Regions from separate parts of the Gasterosteus aculeatus genome. Here region 1 is linked to region 2. The links are chromatin contacts, called in public Hi-C maps. All regions are on one chromosome and are shown on one strand. Each heading gives the region's core, a stretch centred on a gene start, on an enhancer-like site or on the middle of the called end of the contact. The rest is flanking DNA. Distances are from core to core; before and after follow the strand shown.

Region 1 (2,842 bases), core at 265-2,764, 82 kb after region 2:
TGAATGTCAGGGCTCTAAATATAATGCAGTTGTGAGCATTTTATGAAAATAACTGGGCCTTTTGCTAACCAATGAATCAAAATGACTTGCTACACAGAGTATGAAGTGGACATAGTGATCGTCTCCTCAACCAGTGGCTTGCAGAAAATGTTTTTGAGTTTGACATTTTGTCTGCAATTGTCTTGGCCTTTGGCTTTCAACATTTTTTATTTTTCTGCACCCTGACCAGAAATGAGAGGGTTGAGCTTAATACTTACTTACTGTACAAGCAGTTTAAATAACCCAAATTCTACAGGAGACGGGACTATAATATACTAAATTAATTCTGCATTAATGAAGACTTAAAACTACTGAATGAGAGCATCAACTCACGTTTATAATGTTTACTGAGGTTATTTTCTCTAGGACTTCTGTCAAATCAAACTTAATTGGTCAACCAGAGAGGCCGACTCTGGCCAGTAGAGAGATGTCCAAGCCACTTCCAGACTGGCTTCACGTTTCTAGGATACGGCTACCTGCCACGCTGCCGGTGTTACACGAGAGACAAACAAAACCATCCCGTGCGCCATCACGTCATGAGCGTAAACAGTGTAATTACAACTTCTTGATTTGTGGCCAAACATACCTTTCCTTTTGACTTATAGACACTTGAGTGGCCCTCATGGTTGAGCAAAATCGCCAGAAGATCCAGGGATTTATTTCTGAAATGAATCACTGAAAGTCCTTCATACATCCATGCCGTTGCGTGTTGTATTCAGTTCCGCTAAAGCAAAACGAGATTTGGTAATTACTCAAGTGACTCTTGAGTGAGTGAGTGTGCAGTTCCAGCTGCAGAATGGCAACATGATGATATTAGGCTTACGCCTCATTTTCATTGTTTTATCTTAGCATGTTACCATGCTAACATTCAGCTTACACTAATGCAGATGTCATTGCTTTTCAAGTTACTCCATTTGGTCATAAACCAAAACAATGTCCAATTAAACATTTTGAATGTAAGAGTAAGAGGAATGTAAGAGTAAGTTGTAGGATTCATTCTCCAGGTATCGATGTGTATCTCTATCAAACTTCAAAGCAATTCATCCCATAGATGGAGAAACATATCCGTCTGTACAAAAATAGTGGACTTACAGCCCAAATCTTGAAGACCCGAAGTCAGTAAATGCAAATGTGTTGTCACAACTGTAATAGTAACACAAATAGGTGTTCAACACTATGCCTTGGCCCCTTAATGATCCATGCATGATGAATACATGATTATCCTAATAGAGCGACACGTGTCACGCTACATTATAGACGGCACATTTCCATAACGTATGTCACCGATGCAGAGAACTGCCCTGTGAAGCGTCTGCTGCAGCAATAAGCCGCTAGCTGCAGGCCTGTGCGGAGAGAGAAGCAGAGCGGAGGGAGCGCTGAAACCAGAGAGCAGGCCCGGCCCAACCCGAACGGAGGCCCGCCGCCACCTCTGCAGCCTCCCTTAAGCCTCCATGTGATCCGCACTCCAGAAGCCAACAAATAGAGGAAACCTCCATGCCCAAACAAGGAGCTTCCTGCCCTGACACAGCTCTTCCTGTGGGCTATGTAAGGACTTTCCTGCCCTTTCTCTCTCTCTCTCTCTCTCTCTCTCTCTCTCTCTCTCTCTCTCTCTCTTTCTCCCACTCTTTTGGCAGGCTGCCCTTCGGCAAGCTGTCTCAGTACAATCCTTCCTTGCTAGGTGTGTGTGTGTTTATGTGTGCATGTGTGTATTACGTTACACTGGTCCATCCACTAGAAAAATAATGTAGCATGTTACAACACAGTTGATTTAACACATCTATAGTATATTATTCTTTGTAATGTATAACGTTTCTGTCTCCTTTTTATCGGTCTGAATATCTCAGGAGGGGCTGCTGTGTCAATGGAGCAGTTAACCTCATCCTGTTCTTTCCAGTCATGTGATTTGACCTGTTTTACAGACTAGTAAATGCATTATAACGCCACAGCTCAGGGTGGAACATGTATGAAACTGTCTATAACATCGCCATAATATACAGAGACACTTGTTTTGTCTCAACCGCCGCCCACGTCTGGAACTGTCTGACAATGCTTGTTTTGCGACATTTATGGAGCTTATGGGAGGGTTTCACTGTGCTTTCATTAAGTTGGACAATTATATACATAGAAAAATGTGTGTTCTAACTTTCTTTTTCTCTTACTTCTACGAACATTCGAAACTCCTCGATAACTCAGGGTATGTGAAATTCCACAACGAATGATATGAAGTGCTTGTATTATTGATTGGCCAGGTCTACTGTCTTCGTTCTGCATTTCGAGCTGAATGGCTCCTGGTCATACACAGCAAGAATATCTGCAAAACTATTAATATTCCCATCAAGCTCAGTTGCAACTCATGACTAAGTGCAGCCGAGTAGTGCTTCTTATTAGTCCTGATTACCTGCCAGGTAAACGTGCTGATTGTAGTTATCCCTTAGCTGAAGATAACAGCTCAATGCTGGAACACGGACTTGCTCTACTGGACGACAACTGTTTCATTGCCGCAAAGGAGGAAAAGAAATAGTTACTCGACCAGGCCCTTCAATCACTTCCTAATCTCAGTCACAAGCTGCAACTGATCGTCCACCAACACAAACGTGCTCGTGTCATGTGCACATCTGGTAACGTGCACACCCGTGGTCCACCACACACAGACAAATCCTCGTCTGCCACCGCAGCCGTGTGTGGCGCAGTATTTATCTTGCAGCTGTAGTTAGCCCTGAGTGGTACATTTCATCTGTACCACTTTCAATTGTATTCGGACGTGGGAGTGGGAGCACCGGGTTGCCTCGCTGTAGCTCTATCG
Region 2 (2,809 bases), core at 150-2,649:
ACACGAGGACCGAGCACTCGGATGAAGATGCAGTAGACAAAGCCCCCAAACGTAGTGCCAGCGTCCGGGCAACCAAGAAACCTGCTGCTGCTAAGACCGAGGTAGGGCCAATGAACACACACACACACACACGCCGTCCTACAAAGAGTCGCTCCGTTTCCCATTCCCTTAAATCGAAGCCCTAACAATAGATGCAACACGCTGCATTTGGTTGGAAGATGGAAAGATTATACACACATTCTAATTCTTTTTTTTTTCTCTTCTGGAAATCAATAGAAAACAAATTATAAACTCACACTTTGTCGACTTCAAAAGGTTTATAGTTTGTGATAAATCTGATATATTTATTATGCCCATTAGAAACGGGACATCTTGTCCATTTTGGCGAAGTTTTGTTCAGAGGAAATGTAATATGACCACACCTTACCCAAAATAACCCTGATGTCATCAGTAAAGTTATTATTTAAAATATTTCCAACCTCCTCCTAAGCATAGAAGATAACTTATAACTGTATGACACAACTCTCCATTTGATGCATCACCCAACATCCCAGGTCGAAAACCTTTGGACCTCATCTCCATTATTTCTATTCGCTATTGTCTCTTTTTCTCTTGTTGTTGTTATAAACTCTATCACACGGTCTTTACTGTTGCCTTCTTTCCCTATCCTCACTCTCCAAGACGCAAACCAAGACGGCGAAGAAGCCGACCAAGAAAAAGGTCCCGACTACTAATGCAGAGACGCCACCGTGAGGGCTGCGATCCACCTTCACCGGGCTACACCTTCTCATCCTGCAGGCCCCTTTACCCCGTTTGGTGTCCACACAGACACTGTATACGTTTTATTTATATTATGAAAGTGTTTCCTTTTAGAGAAGTGCAGGTTTGGGGGTTTTCAGCATCAGTTCTGTTATTTTACACTTCCTGTGGGTTCATCCTGGATTCAGCATTCAGGGATGTTTCTTAAGTCTAATAACGATTAATGATAAATCCGTCACCATGTTGCAGTTTTCACTTTGCTGAAGTATGTCAAGTTAAATATTACATTCTTCACTATTGGTTGTAGATTTTCATCTATTTGTCCTCCAGATTGCTGCTACGTGGTTGTTTTTAAAATAAGAATAATACAGATGTCATCTTTTTGCTGTGTGCATGCTACAAGTGTGGATTCACATCTATAGCACGGACATCACCAGTTGGCTTTAAGTTTGTTGTGCCCGGAGTTTTTTCTTTTCGCTGAGGAGTAAGCAGGTGGTCGGACGTGTCGAGCATTGGCCAATAGTTGTTGACATCCACAATTCTCTGTCAGGCATAATAGTTTCTCCCCAGCTCATAGTATCACCACTGTGTCCTAAGTTGTGCACCTGTCTGGTTTTACAGGATGACTTGTAATCAAACCTGTTTGGGTTCTTTTAAACTCTGACTGCATTTCAGGCCTCATGGCTCATTAAGTCAGACGTCCTCTGGTTGAGTCTGGCTCTGCTAAGTTCAGCTCTCATTTACAGCCTGACTGCTCTAATGTGACTTTAACAGTAGTTTACATCACGACTGATGGGAATGGCTGTTGAGTGTTATTCTTCATCTAGACCTCACTCTCAAGTATTACACTTCTGTTTTAACAGGGTCATTTGGTCATGTGATTATTATGAATATGGTCAGACTCTCTGCTGAAACTCTCCCGGTAATTACGGCAGACATTAAAAAGTTGTCGGGTGACATATCTGTGTTTACCGCGGTAGTGACGTCGGTATATTGTTTTGTTCAACATTAGAAGGTCACGGAGAAGCTCTGCACTTTCCTACTCCTCTCACCCTGCTGCGTGGTTCACGCTCTGCCTCCTTACCATATATTAAAAGCCAGGATGTAATATGGAACCAATGAAACCAACATCAGGTGAACGGGGGAATTATTTCCTCAGTCCTCTGCTGTTGTTCCAGATGTGGAGGAAGTGTCGGATTAGTATCCGGGTGCTTCTGGAGACACATTGGAATTCTGTTTTTGGGAACAGCTCGCTTGGTCGCTGTCTGCTGCGGAGTTCTTTTTTTAAGGAGCAATTGAAAAGCATGATACTACTTCTGCACTCATTACTGCCGTCTGTAGTGTGACCAGTAGAGGGAGACAAACCCCACCGCAACTCTCGGCAGAGTTACTAAACAATATGTAAACACACTGTAAATAGTAACCTTGACTGTATATACACACAATATGAGCTTGCTTGCCTTATTCATTCTCTGGGCTGGAATCCATTGACTTAATTAATCATTTGTGTGCTTTTCAAAATAAGTCTTCGTCTTGACGACTTATGTTCTTAAACTGGAAGAAGTGATGTTTTTGTTTAACATGTTTAGTTTTTTCATTCATTTTTACTTGCCTCCATCACCAAGAAACCTCTATACTTGGTCTAAGCTGATGTTTGTGTAGTCAAATCTTGCATTGTGCTTTACTCTGATTAATTAAGTATAGCCAAAAGTTAACATCTCTTTGGAGCAAATTACATTTATGTGAAAATACTTTTATTTCTATTTATTTCATCAAGATTCAGCCCTGCATTTTAATCTTGTGTTCATGCCAATTTTTGATATTTATTTACTGTTTTAAAATCCGTGTTAAATACAGGATTTTTCATTTTGTGTCATGTTTCTTTGCCAATTCTCATAGTTCCTTGTCAAAAAAGCATTGCAGTGTGTTAGCTGGGAACATGTTATCTAACAAGGTTGCACATCTTCCAAAACTACTAATAAAGGAAATTCAATCTGTTACTGCTTTTTATTTAGTTAAACATTTTGTGACTATCCAGAGCTGTGGTTCT

What was found. Hi-C and Micro-C count contacts between places; a contact is called where the count stands out from the background.
Region 1: a contact with region 2 is called in a Hi-C map of skeletal muscle, with 4 times the contacts expected there. The contact joins two enhancer-like sites. A contact is called at or near these places in 4 of 6 Hi-C or Micro-C datasets (blood and trunk muscle, liver and skeletal muscle).

The regions. Positions count from the first base shown.
Region 1 is chr4:11,821,762-11,824,603 of fGasAcu3.hap1.1, forward strand. No RefSeq gene overlaps it. Among protein-coding and RNA genes, the nearest start is that of egr1, 13 kb to the left of the region's middle. Within about 2 kb of position 1,515, at least 8 of the 9 cell types and tissues checked have open chromatin away from gene starts, as enhancers often do.
Region 2 is chr4:11,740,087-11,742,895 of fGasAcu3.hap1.1, forward strand. It overlaps reep2 (receptor accessory protein 2), which reads left to right. Exons shown (of 8, transcript XM_040174543.2): 7 at 1-101; 8 at 682-2,756. The coding sequence ends at 753. Among protein-coding and RNA genes, the nearest start is that of reep2, 7.1 kb to the left of the region's middle. Within about 2 kb of position 1,400, at least 3 of the 9 cell types and tissues checked have open chromatin away from gene starts, as enhancers often do.